2 separate regions of the Gossypium hirsutum genome follow, and region 2 is linked to region 1. The links are chromatin contacts, called in public Hi-C maps. All regions are on one chromosome and are shown on one strand. The core of a region is the stretch at or near the end of the contact, and the rest is flanking DNA. Distances in the headings are between cores, read along the strand shown. Region 1 holds the start of LOC107930770 (pentatricopeptide repeat-containing protein At5g09450, mitochondrial). Region 2 holds the start of LOC107901162 (nudix hydrolase 1).

Region 1 (7,810 bases), core at 2,656-5,155:
TCTTCAAATGCACTCAAAACGCTATTACAGGCAGATATATCGAACTCTGTGGTTGTCAACTGTTTCCACTGATTAAAAACCTCTCCCACTTCCTTCATATGCCCAAGAATCAGATACGATGAAAGAATGCATATGTAGTTTCTGCTTGTCATTTTTTGTTTCGTCATTCTTAGAGATTTCCATATCTGATCAATTTTATCTTTGTTCCCCAAGCCTGCATACAGCATGACAAGAAAGTCGTACGTTATCCATTCTCTTTGTGTGATGCCTTTCTCTATTTCGATAGGAGAGATCGAATTGGCACTTGTAAGACGGCTGGCAGTTACATAAATATTTACAAGGTTGATATACCTCTGCCAATCATCATTGCAACCAGAGTCGCATCTCATTTCATTCAGAATCCTTTTAACTTGATCAATGTTTAGAGCTGCAGCACACGAACTTATCCAAAGATTGTAAGTAAAGATATCCGGTTCAACTTTCTGTCTCTTCAGTTCTTCAACAATGGAAGAAACCTTCTCGACCTGCCCAACTGACATGTACAGAGTCATAATCTCGTTGTAGAGAAGGGCAGAGAACGAGAGGTTTGACCCCTTTATCCTCTCATAAAGTTCTTCGGCCTTTTCAGTCAATTTTGCGGCAGCATAAGAGTGGAGAAGAGCAGTGTAAGTTTCACTTGTCTTTGCAGTCAGAGGTAAATCTTCGAAATAGCGTTCAGCAGCATCAATACCAAAAACTTTTGTCATCAAGTCAATGCGAACAGCATAGTCAGTGTCTGATAACTTGTATTCTTCATGACTAACCATCCATTCTGATATCTGCAAGCTTGAATAGGTAAGGTAAAGAAAATTGACAATCAATTCTAACTGGGAAATCAAAAGCCACACGAACTATAAGGCACAAACATTTCCACACAGATGCGAGATGAAGCTTTGATGGTCAGATTATGTTTTTGGCCTAACACTATACTCAACTTGGAGATTGAAGTATTGTACTTTAATTTGGCATAACTTGACCCTGCCACTGTTACTATCATTAATGTTGTCTTGATGCAAATCGCTATCACCGTTAAAAATAATTTATTAGTCTGCTAAGGTGAAATTATTTTTAAAGAAACAAAGAGTCGAAGTCATGAGATTGAGCTAGAAAATTCATTTTATAACAAATTAATGAAAAATAACTATTTTGGTTACCAAAATTTCATCTTTTAAATGATGTAAGAAATTTAATTGTCAGGTTTTTAAATAAATTACATCAGCTGACTTATGAGAAACGGTGTCAATGATTTGGACTAAGGCATACTATTAATAATAGTAAGAGAACAAAATTATTTCAAATTACAGTACACGGATTAGCCATCTCACTAGTGCAGTGGTTAAGGTGTTAGGTGTTGGAACCTACATCCAAGGATTGAGCCCTGAGACACACCCTCTTCAATGTATCCAAATAAAAGTATAGTACAGGGAATAAAACCTGTAATTTGACCAACTTTGTTTCTGATATTAGAAAGGGGAAAAGAAAAAGAGACTAACCTAATGTTGCAAGGTGCAACTCACAAAGGACTACTATTATAACAGAAAGAAAAAAGGATTTGGGACTTTCCTACACCCATAACATCAGACTTTTATATCTCACACTCGAGAAAAGAAAATTATTCTTGGTATCGATAAAAATTCTCATCAAAACCAACTTTCACAACATGCCCTCTTATAACTGAAACAAAGAACAGGTGAAATAATAAAGTGACTGTGAGACACTATAATAGTAATCAAATTACACCTATAAAAACCGCAAGCGAGAAGAAAGTTATCATATTTCAATGAATCAGAGGAAGTGAATGAACTCTAAAGTGAAAGAGGTAAATAGTGCACTTCTACAAGCAAGCCTTAGTAGAGATTTAAATCTACTACAAAAGACGAGACATGTATGATAGTAGTTAACATTACAAGATCACTGTTGCTATACAGCTAAACATCCAAGTAGGGGTGTAATTGGATTGAATCAAACTGAACTCAAATAATGGTAAGCTCAAGCTCGAGCTTGACTCAAAATTCAAGGCTCGATGCTTGGCTTGAGCTCGATCAAACATATATTTCTAAGCTTGAGCTTGGCTCAAGAATTAATAGAGCTACTAGAGTTTGAGCTCAACTAAACTCATTTATCAATTTTCATACTCAAGATTGAAATCAAAGATCGATTAAGCCAGTTCATATGAGCTTGTACTTCAGCTCTTTCTATATAATAAGGGTAAAAATGTAATTTCATAATGTAAAAATATATTAAAATGAAAAGCTTGATTAGGCTCATGAGCCGTTCAGATTGAGCATTAAGGTGCTTAAATTTGGCTTGATCAATAACTCAAGCTACTAAAGCTTGAACTCAACTTGATAATTACTGAATCAAATTCAAGTTTTTTCTAGTCAAACTTGAATAGTTTGATAATACCACTGTCTCATTTACACCCTACATCCAAGCTAATCAAATGGCAAACCCTGATGTGCTGCAAAAATCTTCTGTAGACAAAAGATTGACCTAACATACATACTAAGATATTCTCTATTTGTTGAGAAATACACACACACACACACACACACACACACACACACACACACACATTATCTCTTTAATTATTTGTTTAACATTAGTAACAAATCAGACCATTCCCCTAAGCAATGGATTACTATCAGACATGTCAATTGGGCAAGTCAAGTTGATTTTGAATCAAGTCAATTTAAATTGAGTCAATTCAAGTTTTTTAAATTTTTTGCGTAATATTGGTTCAGGTAAACCTTGGGTTAAGGTCCATTGGATCAAGGAGGCCAAGGTTTTTAGGCTGGGTTATTATAGGTTTGAGTCATTTTGAGTTTCGGTTCATTCAGGTTCGCGCCAGTTTTGGAATCAGATCCTTTCAGGTTTGGGTTGTATACTTCTTATGATCAAATTAAGTTGGGTTGAGTTTGATTCCAAGTTGATTGATTAGGATTCGGGTCAAGTTAACAAGTCTAATTGCTATGACTCCAATTTACCCAATCAAGGTTAATCAAATCCAAGGATTCAAGCATTATTTTTCTGAAGCCGCAAAAGTGATGGAAAGTTTCGTCAAGGATTATTAAACTAAGCAAGCATTTCTAAATTCTTTAGGCAAATCAAACCAACCCAAGAACACCCAAATCTTAATTTCATTCTAATTGACTTCAATTACTGAGTAAAAATATACCTCGAGAGCATGCTTGAAACGCTGAGATTTTCTAAGGTCTTTAGAAATTTGGCGGAGGTCAGAGATGGAAACCCGGTTGCCCTCACCCACCCATTTCTCTATAACGGTGGTGGCGCTCCGTTTCGGAAGGCGCAACTGGAAAATGCGGCTTCTCAGATCATCGGTTTCCGAATTTTTTATATAATCGTCCGTGTATTCGGTGCTGACGGAGCCCGAGGACAACGGCCTCGACATGCACCGTTGGCTGCTTCTCCTGCACACACACACATATGTATTTTACAGTTTGGGAAAATTGATGTTTGATAAAAGAAAAGATTTTAACTTAACAACAACTAATAAGAATTGTATTTGATCCAGTTTAATAAAATTATGTTTTTTTTTAAAATAAATTCTTTGAAATGGAAATTTATGAGAATGAAGATAGTTACCGTCTGAGACTAAGAAAGAGAGAACGCGACGCCATGGAAATTGATAAAGAGCTCTTTTAGCTTAAGCTTCTTTTCCCCACTTGTTCCTTTTGGGAATTCTCCAGGATTACAGCAGGGGGTGTTTAGTTAATAAACATGTCCATATGGGTCGGGTCGGATAAGTAAGCGGCCTTAAACGGGTCACTGACTAGCTTGCACTGGTCAGACAGCTGAATTTTTTTAACATACCTTTGTGTGTATATGTACACATTATCAACTTCAAAATTGAGCTCAATTTTAACATGAGAATCAGAAAAAACAATCAAAACCAAAATTCATAAGAAAAACATATTTCAATTTTTTATTGAATCTTATTATAAATTTTTTCAAAAAGAATTTTAATGGTCTACCCAAAATTTAGATTTTTTTTTGGCAATTTTCATTTAGATTGATTTAGCATTATTTTTAAGAAACATTTTTAAGGATAAAAAACACTTTTGACATAAAAACATTGTTAAACAAGATGCTTTTGAGCTCAAAAACACTTTTGACAAGTAATGTTAAATTAAACTTTTATATTCTTCTTCATCCATTATTAAATTTAGCCAAGAAATTGAAAAACCAAAAAAGCATAGAAAACTCCATTCCAATTTATTACACGCTTTTTCAAGATCCAACTTAATGACCATATCACAATTTTTCCCTTTCATCTTTTTGAGCAAGTGCATAATCTTTTAGACAATAGTGACATTATTCCAGGAGTGCCTTCCAGGAACAAAACTACCCTGAAATGGAGACATTATCCTGTATAAAAAGGGCCTTAGTCTCATAACCATGACTTATGTGATAATCTTGTAGATCGTATTACCTAGACTAATCAGGCGGAATTGTGAAAAAGAGGTTGCCTCTCTGGATTTGGAAATAAGAGCGACCAATGTCTCATTAAAGGTAGTGGGAACAACGACATTTAGGAAAGTCATAGAAATCTTAGAAACCGTCGAGATGATTTTCTACTTCACTTCAGACCAATGGTGTTGATAGAAAATGGGTGTAGACCATTTGGACATGGGGCTTTAAAAGGTTTAAGGAACCAAGTTGCAATTCTATATCCACAAAGGAGATTTCGAATAAAAGAAATTGAATTTTTGAGTTTGGAAAACGAGGCAAGTTAAGATTGACTGTTGGCGTTTTATCAACAACAAAAGAAGAAAACGATACACGGAGGCAAGATGCAAGAAATATTTTCCTTGCTCACAAAGGTCCGACAAGCAATGAAACGAATAAATTGTAATAAAATCGTGGGGCTTTTTGATGTTAATGGAAAGTGGATAACTAAAAGAAGAGCTATATAGAACTTAGTGCAAGATCATTTCATCAAGCTTTTCACTACTTCCAAGGAATCATCTACACTTGTTTCCTCATGTGTTGATATTGAAAATTGGCCAACTATGCTGCTGTGATAATTTTTTTTGTTGAAGAGCATGCAGCTTGTAAATATGCTACAGCACGTATGCTTGTTGTAACAACAAGGTTTCATTGATTTTCATATTAATACGAAGGGAATTTTGGTTTGCATGTTAGAATTTATAAAATAAATCTACAATATAACTTAATAAACTAGGATCTGTCATGTCAAATTATTAAGAATAAATTAAGAACAAAACTAGATGCAGAAGGGTACCTGAATCCATGGATTCTTTGAAACTTTCTGGAACTTGGGGATTTGATCTTCTAAATTAGTACATAAGAAATTCAGAGAATATTTGCTCTCTCTTTCTTAATGATGGGATATTAGAAAAGATATCTTGTGTATAATTTGGGGACCATAACCCTAATATTTATAACGTTAGCATATTAGTTCTGATTAGAGCTGATCATGGGTTGGGTGGCCCGGCCCGGTCCGAAGGCCCGCCTGAAAAATGGGAGGGTTTGGGTAAAAATATAGGCCCGAAAAATGGGCTTGGGCAAAAAAACGAGGCCCGTTTAGAGCCTAGGGTAAGAGTTTTTTGGCCCGGGCCCGGCCTGAATTATATATTAATATATATTTTTATTTTATTTTTAATTATTTTAAATTTTTAATATAACCATTTTTTATTATATTATTAATTTGTGTATTGTTTTAAGAATTGTTTTAGCATTATTTTTATTTGTTTTAATATTTGTTTTTATGTTTTTAAATATATTTGATTTATTATATTTTTAAATTTTTTATTTAATGAAATAAAAAAATTTAATATGGGCCGGGCCGGGTCGGGCTTAGTAATTTTATTTCGGGTCGGGCTTGGGCAAAATTTTAGGCCCATATTTCGGGCTGGGCTGGGCCCGGGCCTAGTAGACAGGCCTAAAAATTTGTATGGGCCCGGCCCGAACCCGACTCGGCCCGGCCCATGATCACCTCTAGTTCTGATCAAATTCTAATTAGCCCATCATTAATTAGAATTTGATTAGAAGAGTATCTACAGATATTTGACCCATACTTTATTTAATAATTAAAAGCGTAATTAAATTCTAACTAAATTAGATCACTTTTAATTTGGGCTAAAATTAGATCACTTTTAATTTGGGCTAACCTATCATGATAGTAAATAATAACATGTAATTATCCTTATTATATATGCGATGTCCAAATTTTCCAACAATCACCCACTTGAACCACATATATATACTAATTACTTTATAATTACATGTCATTATATAACCTTATGAGCTCAAAATTTTACTATCATATCCAAAAGGCATTCCGTACAATCTCGTCCATTAGTTATGTTAACATAGAACCAAGGCGACTTTCGTTACATATATCGTAACTAAATCCATCCATGATCACGTATATTAACACAACCAAATGACATAGATCAAGTATGGATGTATAGCATGGAAATTACATGCAATATGATCTAAACATGTCTATTTCCAACTGGTCCTCCTTAGTGAGATCAAACCTTACCAAAATCAGAGTGTGAATAAACCAAATAAACTTTATTTCTGCAGAAAATAAACTTATTATCTTTAAACTAAAATAACTGAAAATGTGTCTATAACATAAAAGCATTTAAAAATACAAACTCCCACTAAATCCAAATATCCTTTAAATGACATTACACCCATATGAGCAATGTGCTCCTATAAAACCTTAGGTGTAGTTCCTTAGTAAGCGGATCCGCAATCATGGAGTTTGTCCTAATATGCTTTGTAAGTACCTAACCACTCTGAACTTTTACTTTAACAACTAGGAATTTAAAGTCTATGTGTTTTGACTTTAATGTGCTCCTATTGCCATTGGAATAAAAGACTGCAATTTGTTTTCACAATTTGCACCTTAGTGACAAAATCTTGTATCCATATTACATCAAAATCGGAGTTTATATACCTGATGATCTCTAACAAATTAGATCTCTGATATGTGAGCCTGTAATCTTTTGTTCTCTAAAAATACCTTATAACCCTTTTGGATGCTATCCAATGGTCCAAAACAGGGTTGCTTAAAATATCTGCCTAACACCCTAATAATATACACAATATTCCAATGTATACAAACTTGAATGTACATTAGATTTTCCATTGCTAAAATGTAAAAAATCTTATGCATTTTTGTAATCTCAAAATCATTCTTAGGGCATTGATTGAGGCTATACTTATTATTGGCAAGCAGTATGTTATTAACATATAAAACCAAATATAGAACCTTACTCCCACAAAACTTATGGTATATACAATTATCAACAAAATTCATCTCTAAATTGAATGAGATAATCATTTGGTAAATTTTTTAATATTATTGATGAGAAGTCTACTTAAGCCCATAGATGAAGTTCCTTAATCTACAAATCATTACCTTTGCATCATCAGACACAAAGTTTTTTTTTTAATTGCACCATATAAATGTATGATCAATGATACCATTGAGAAACCATTAACTTAATATTCATCTAATGTAGCTTAATGTCAAATTATTCCACTAAAGCCATTATAACCCTTTCCCTAGTGGACATTTTTAATAACATTCATTCTTGAGGTTGTTGAGTTTGTTCTTCTGGAATAATTACCTCATCTTGAATAGGGAGTTGTTTAACATTGTCTTATTGAGGTTCTGGATTCACTTCTTAATCAATGATAGGTATGAGAACCTAAACATCATCAAAAGTGATAGTAGGAACTGAGTTAAAATTTAATTCCTCCTTAAAAA
Region 2 (7,810 bases), core at 2,069-4,568, 160 kb after region 1:
TATTGTTGATTTGCTTCATAGAGCTCTTTTCTCTTAATGCAGTTATAAAGCATGGGGTTCTCTTTTAGGTCAACAGTTATCAGAAAGAGACATTATAGTGGCATGCATAGACTACAGGTAAAATTTGTCACTTCAAGGCAATGACATTTTGTTGTAGAGATGACACTATTTTACTGGATCGATAACCATTGTTCTTGATTAAGTTTCTCTGATTGACCTCCTTACCATATATTTTTTACAGTATAACTGTCGTTAGAAGCTGGCCCTTTGAGCATCTTAAGATTTGCGTATAGAAGCCTTCATGATCTGATTACTGCAAAATTTAACCTTTTCTTATCTTTTATCATCAGCTGGGCTCAGGTTTAGATTACGTTATTTACATTTTTTTTTCTTGGCTTGTTTAGTTTTGAAGCTCATATTGGGGAAATTATTTGCCTATTTAAGGCATGAATGATCTTTTAATACAATTTCATTATCTTACCTTCACTTGGTCTGACCTAAAACTTCTTCAAAATGTTTAACCTGTTTGTTTTTATCTCATTGGAGATATCTATGTGGTGACTTTCACTAATGGTTTTGTCATTTGAAATGTCTTTGATGCACTTTTACATATCTAAAAGGCTGCATTTTTTTTCATGATATTTTGTTTTCCATCTAAAATGACTATAATCTCCATTTTTTCTACAAAACTGGTAAGCTATATTTTGATAAATGGTTCTGAATGCAAAATTTAGCACTTCTCAATGAATATTTCTAGGGGTAATATGTAAATTCATATTGTTTGATTAGTTGCAACACAACCACTTCATGTGGTTTAAATCTTGATATTATTAGTCAGTCCATTAATATTAAGAGATCCTGTTGGTTACCGTCTTAAATTTATGCTTGTACTGTTCTTTTTCTAATAGTTGGAATCTGCTTGCAGAAATTTTCCACAGGGTACAATAAGTGACATGGTGGAGGATGCTTCTCAGGGCATCTCATTTATTTGCAATAATATTTCTGAATATGGAGGTGATCCCAACAGGTAGAGGATTAGTAATATTCCCTTTTTTTAATTTGTATCATACTAATTAATATTCTATTCATGGTTTGTCTTGCCAGGATTTATCTTATGGGGCAATCAGCTGGTGCACATATTGCTGCTTGCACACTTGTAAACCAGGCAATCAAAGAGACTGGCGAAGGCGACAGTGTTTCTTGGAGTGTGTCCCAGATAAAAGCTTACCTTGGTTTGTCTGGAGGGTAATTATTAAAAATTTTATAACCATGGAACTTAACCAGCATGGAACTCAAAAAATACTGTTATTTTCTTTGTTACCATGAATCTGGTCTTGAAACTTTTAACTTCATATTGAATATAACTTCACAATAATTATGGAATCAGTTCTGATTTCAAATTTGACTCAAAGATAAATCGTATTGATGTATTTTCCTCAATTCATGTGGCACTATTTTCTTCTGAAAGGTTATAATCAAAGCATTATAGTGTTTTATATCAGGGTGGATGATCTTTAATAGCTCTTATTATGGCTCATGTCTATCTTTTGGTTCCTTGCTAAATGCATTAAGTTTTTTACCTTCTCATTGCCCCTTCATTTAGTGCCATTAGCTATTTGGAATGAACATTTGTAATGTTATTATATACAAAACATGCAAGTAAATTTTGATGTAATAAAGCAATTTCCTTTTTGTGTATATTCATTGATACTCAATTATCATTAATGTTCCCCAACAGGTACAATCTTTTTAACCTCATAGAGCACTTTCATACTCGAGGTTTATACCGTTCGATCTTTTTAAGGTAAGTTGGTTTCAGGAAAATCTTGTTTAGATCCATTCTGTGTTTGTTTCCCTCAAATCGTCCCTGCATTTTCATACAGCATAATGGAAGGGGAAGATTCTTTGCATCAGTTCTCTCCTGAAGTTCTGGTGCAGGACTCAAACGTTAAGCCTGCTGTTTCTCTCCTTCCTCCTGTCATTCTTTTTCATGGCACTGCAGATTATTCTATTCCTGCGGATGCCAGGTTTAAATCTCGTCCTCTCAATTCATAATTCTAAATGTTTGTTCCTTTGTTGTTAATAATTATATGTGCATACATGGATAAGGCCCTTGATAATCATCATAGATTACAGCAATACTACTTTTCATTTTCTTCTTCTGCATCTAGATTGTTATGATGTTGCTATGTAGTGATTGTTGAATGACTAGGTCACAGCTGATTCAAATGCAGATTTCTTATAACAAGTTTTCCTTCTCCTTGCAGTCAAAATTTTGCTGATACGCTTCGAAGAGTTGGAGGGAAAGCAGAATCCATATTGTATGATGGAAAGACTCACACAGATTTGTTTCTTCAGGTAATGGAAGAAGTAACCATGCTTTGTGTTTTGTTTTATTTTGGGTGAATGTTGTATAAATATTCTGCCAACATACATGTAAAATAAATAATCAGGATCCCATGAGAGGCGGCAGAGATGAGATGTTTGAAGATGTTGTTGCCATCATACATGGTGAAGATGAAGCAGCCCTTGCAAAAGATGCCGTGGCGCCTCCAAGAAGACGCCTTGTACCTGAGTTCATGTTGAAATTGGCTCATGATGTCAGCCCTTTCTAGCCATTCATCATTTACTCTCAGATGCTATGAAAATGAATTGTAGCCATGACTATAACATTAATATAACAACAATGGAAGTAAGTTTGTAGATGATCTTTACCAGGCCTTTTACCCCCCTTCATTTAATCCTATTAGATATCTTTTAACATGGGTTTCGGAACAAGACAAGAAAATTAAATTTAAGTTCAGTAATGGATTGGATTGTTTCTTACTTACATAGAGCTGTGTTTGTTTAAAATATAAATTAGGGTTAATTACACCAATGTCCCCACACCGTGGTCTAGATTCTAAAATGCTCATCAAACTTAAAAACATTTTAATTAAATCCTCAAAATACAATAACATGTTTAAAAAACAGTCAAATTATATATATATAAGTCAAGCTAATATTTAATACTTAAATAGATAGTTAATTGATACAATATTAATATTTGAAGATACAATTAAAATATTTTGAATGAATTTAATACACTTTTAAAAATTTCATCTCTTTACATATTTTAATTTCACCGTATGTATGTTATTATAAACATATCTCTCTTCTAAAAAAAGAGTTGCATATTATTGTTTTCATATTTAGATCGATTGATATATCAATCTGAATCTATTAAAATTTTTAATAATTTATTTAGTTAAACCGGTGCAACTTCCACAATAGCATCCTAACTACGAAGAATGTTATCAGTGACGACAGAGATAGACAAAGACAAAAAACAGAAGTCAAAATAGCAAGTTAAAACCAGCCCACCAACAAAGAAAGATGACTGGGCCGCGCACTTTCCCTTACATTTTGATAATATAATATATTATACGCCACCTTTGACTGCCTAATTGCGTTGTCCCCCAGTCTCCCTTCTCTTTATTACTAGTCCAGAGAACCCACCAACTGAACTGTCATTCGAGATGGAGGAAACACAGCCCGTGCCACGAGTAGGTGTTGTGCTGTTCGTGTTGAAGGGGAAATCGGTCCTCCTGGGTCGCCGCCGCGCCTCAATCGGTGAATCCACCTTTGCTCTCCCCGGCGGCCACCTCGAGTTTGGTCCGTCTCTCTCTCTCTCTCAACTCACATCTCTACTTGTTTCGCTTTCATTAATTAAAAAAAAAGGGCAAAATAATTGTTGGCAGGTGAGAGCTTCGAAGAGTGCGGAGCCAGAGAGCTGATGGAGGAGACGGGCTTGGTAATGGGGAAAGCAGACTTCTTAACAGTGACCAATAAAGTCTTCCTGGACAAATCCAAACCCTGCCATTACGTCATCATCTTTCTCCGTGCAGTGCTGGCTGACCCTAATCAAGTTCCACAAAACCCGGAGCCAGACAAATGCGACGGCTGGGATTGGTATGACTGGGATAATCTGCCCCAACCTTTGTTTTCGACGCTTGACGAAATGGTACGAAGTGGCTTCAACCCCTTTCCCTCCACTTGACAGCCGCTGAATGAATACGTTTTCTATTCTTACATATTGCTTGCGTATAATTGATCCATGGGTTATTTTAATTTCATCATGATGTATTCAGTGACCAATGTTGTTTGTAATATGAATCTTAGATGGTGAACTTTTATGGTTTATATTATGTAGCTAAGAGATTTCAAGAGTGAAATTTGCATGGATTTTTTGTTCTTGTTATCTGGATTTTAAGATATATGCAAGGTAGTGGAGTTTTAATGTATTTAACAAATGCAAACTAGTAGCTTCCCTTTAATTAAGAAAAAGTAGATCTTCTTTCTGAAGGGAAAGGTGTACCGCTAGGTGGAATTGTAAGGAGTTTGATATTTTTAAGCAAGATTTCGGATTCAAATATGGTCGACGAAGAAAATAATACTGAGAGCGCTTTACTCTCTATTTAGTGGTCTGACTTGGCTTGACTCTGAATTTAGTCGAAACACAATATGACTATTGGATACCAGACAAAAGAAAGTAAAATTAAAAACCCCTCGTAAATTTCATGAATGCTGAGATGCTAAGTTGTTATTTTATATGGGCAGAATCAGCTACTTATGCTAATTCTCACTCTGCTCCTCCTGTAATGAAGCAAATGTCCTCGTTACCTTTGCTTCAGAAACTCATTTTCCCAGCCGTTGGAAATGTTTCGAGTCTTCATTTTTCTTAGAAGTATCTGTTTCCGATATAACCCTTCAAAGATCATTTCAATACATGATAAAACCTAAACAAAGAAATGAACATATTTTGTGGGGATACATACTCGGTACTTACACTTGAATCCAAGTATTCCACAAACCCTTACATTTTGATTGTTGTTGATTGCTGTTTGTTATGCTTCACCACTTAATATTGTGCTCTTCTCTTGCTGGTTTCTTTCTATTTTATTTGTTCATCTAATTGTTTCCATTTATGAATAAATAGACGCATGGATTGGAAAATTTTACTTACTGTTGCCCTTGGACTTGCTGTTCTGCACATTTCAGGGAGGACTAGCAGTCCCTTTTAACTTAACCAAGAGGAGTGAGCCATAGAAACATGCATTGCATATGCATACCAAAACTAAATTACTGCCCAACACCTAAAATCCTCATCGTTTGGCCCAATTTCCACCCCAAAGCTAAGCTACAATTTGGGTAAGGTGAAGTGTAATTCTACATATCTATGGCATCATCCATCAATGAGTGCATTGGAAGAACCAAATTACCACATGATTTGTTCTTCAACACAAAGCAATTAATCCTTCTACACTAACCAACCTTATTAGCTGAAATTTGCTTTCTATGTTGTGCTGTGCTGTGCCGTGCCGTGCCGTTACAGCTACTCATATGTTCCCTTGAAATATACATACATATATAATCATGAAAAAATACATATCTAAAACCCTAATGTTGATATCAGTTATTGTCTTGGGATTATTATAATACTATTGTCCCTAATTTACTAATATACATTTAATTACAAGCACAATCTCACACATATATCATCAATATATATGATCTAAAAGCTAGCAATTAAGGATTACCAAATATAATCAGAAGAAAGAAAAGAATAATAAAATAAAGTCCATATAGTAACCTGTTTTTATTTCTTTCTTTGATCTGAAATAATATATATGATCATCATTCATTCATCAATGATGCAATGGGTTCGGACCGGTTGGTACGAGGCGCTTTTTGATGCCGTAGCGCGGATCAACCTCGTTATCGGCCGGCTTGGATTGTTTCTTGGCATGATCTGGTGCTTGATCTTGATGCTTCTGAAACGGAGTGAAGTCAAATTTGGCAGCAGCAACAGCTTTTCTAGTGATGAAAGGATTACGATGAGAAGAAAGCAAGGAAAAGGTTGTGGGGTTGGGTTGTTTGCCACTGGTATTGGTATTGAAATTGAAGTAGAGAATGTTTTGGAATTCATGAAGCCATAACAAGAGAAGAGAGAGCCAAAGAATGGTGAAGATGAGCATGTGGGATACTTTCCAAGCCATGCATGGAGAATTTTGAGGTAGCACAAGGGACTGAAGGGGAAGCATGCATGGAGCAAAAAGTAAGGAAAACCCCAAGGAAGAGATTTTAATTGTATATGTATCAGCCAAAATATAGTGAATGGGAATGGGAAGTGGAAGCTGGAGGAAATGAAGGTTGAAAAACTGTGGATTTGGTCTTTGAATTCTAATTTATTGGACAAGATACAAGGGAGATTGGAGAGGGAGGGGGAAACACCCTTTCCCAATGAAAGTTTTCTTAGAAATCAAGGGAAAAAAAGGGTCATTAATTAATTATTAGTAAAAGATTGTCAAACCTTGAATGATATCAAGTTTGATAATGGTTATTATTACAAGATCTTTGAGGCAAAGGAGTTAATAATGAAATATATTTATTTATTATTAAAGAGTGCAAGATGGTGTAGTGGTAAAATATATTGTATTATTAGCAGATAATTTAGGTTTGAATCTTAAAATAAAGTTGCTGAAATCGAATTAGATTGGTTGAATCACGAATATGTACAAATCATTTTGAATAAGGATAAAAAAATTGATTGAGCTAACGGTTGAATTAGATTTTATAAAATTTAATATGTTTTTTTTTTAATTTTTATGAATTTTAATAATTTATTTAATTAAAACCGAACTAATCAATTGATTTAAGAATTAATGATTTAATTGATTTGACTGTTAATCTAAGTTTAAAAATATTATTTAGAGATAATATTGTTGAAAGTTAAGAGTGAAAATCATGAAATAATTAAAAAGGATGTTTTTATATTAATTTCCATCAAGAGTAGAATGGTATATTGAATTATAAGATATATTTATTGATTTGTTTTGAAATTCATGATGGATGGTGATGCTGTTTTTGAGTGAATAGCAACTAATGAAAAGGATGGGGATTGTGCAATCCACATTTTCTACGGACAAAGCAATGTATTAAACAGTTTCAGCAACGAATACCAAAAAAGACATAGAAATACATGAAAAGTACTTTCCATAAGTTCTCTTTTGTAATAATAATTAATTGGCTTATTTAAACAAATTGCTTTTCTTCTTACATTCATTTGATTTTGAGTTAATTGATATAATAAATTCATCCTTAAACTTCAAATAATTTTAATTACATTCTTAAACTATTGATTATCATCAATTAGATTTAATTTATAAACGATACTTCAGATCTTATGTAATCTAATTTAAAATGAAAAATTTAGGAAAAAAAAATGAATATGGTAAAAATATATGTTTTAAAAATCTTAATTTAAAGGTTTTTAAAATTTTTATAAAAACTTTATTGTTTACTTTATTTTTAGTTTTTTTTTTTAAATTTATGCGACAATGTTATATTTCTTTAACTTTTTTCATATTAAAATTACCTGCATAAGATTTGATGTTCCCTTTAACTAAAGAAAGGACCTAATTAATATCACATTGATAGTTCAAGATGTAATTAAAACATTTTGAAGTTTGAGAAACCAATTTAAAATTAAAATCATAATTTAGGGATGTTTATGCAATTAGCTCATATTTTTTAAATAAAGAATAAAAATATATATCATATTTAATGTAAATAATATTTAAAATAAATAATAATTTATGAATAGAAAAGGTTGGAATCATAATTTTTTGTGCCAATAGTATAGTATTATAAAAAAGTACCTTTGTACAATGTTTCAAAGATGGACATATTATAGTACCGTATGTTATATTCTTCAATCTTTAATATTTTGATTATTGCAACACTCATATAAATTAGCCTTTGGTATTAC

What was found. Hi-C and Micro-C count contacts between places; a contact is called where the count stands out from the background.
Region 2: a Hi-C map of leaf shows a contact between it and region 1, with 3 times the contacts expected there. The contact joins the promoter of LOC107901162 here to the promoter of LOC107930770 in region 1. A contact is called at or near these places in 16 of 34 Hi-C or Micro-C datasets (anther, callus, fibers and 4 more).

What each region holds. Positions count from the first base shown.
Region 1 is chrA13:16,875,599-16,883,408 of Gossypium_hirsutum_v2.1, forward strand. It overlaps LOC107930770 (pentatricopeptide repeat-containing protein At5g09450, mitochondrial), which reads right to left and starts at 3,906. Exons shown (of 3, transcript XM_016862487.2): 1 at 3,646-3,906; 2 at 3,218-3,470; 3 at 1-818. The coding sequence starts at 3,680.
Region 2 is chrA13:17,035,932-17,043,741 of Gossypium_hirsutum_v2.1, forward strand. It overlaps LOC107901162 (nudix hydrolase 1), which reads left to right and starts at 3,319. Exons shown (of 2, transcript XM_016827059.2): 1 at 3,319-3,654; 2 at 3,741-4,182. The coding sequence starts at 3,519. The coding sequence ends at 4,039. It overlaps LOC107930773 (probable isoprenylcysteine alpha-carbonyl methylesterase ICMEL1), which reads left to right. Exons shown (of 10, transcript XM_041084994.1): 5 at 43-117; 6 at 926-1,027; 7 at 1,105-1,245; 8 at 1,739-1,804; 9 at 2,268-2,358; 10 at 2,454-2,830. The coding sequence ends at 2,615. It overlaps LOC107959848 (CLAVATA3/ESR (CLE)-related protein 13), which reads right to left and starts at 6,038. Exons shown (of 1, transcript XM_016896012.1): 1 at 5,688-6,038. The coding sequence starts at 6,038. The coding sequence ends at 5,688.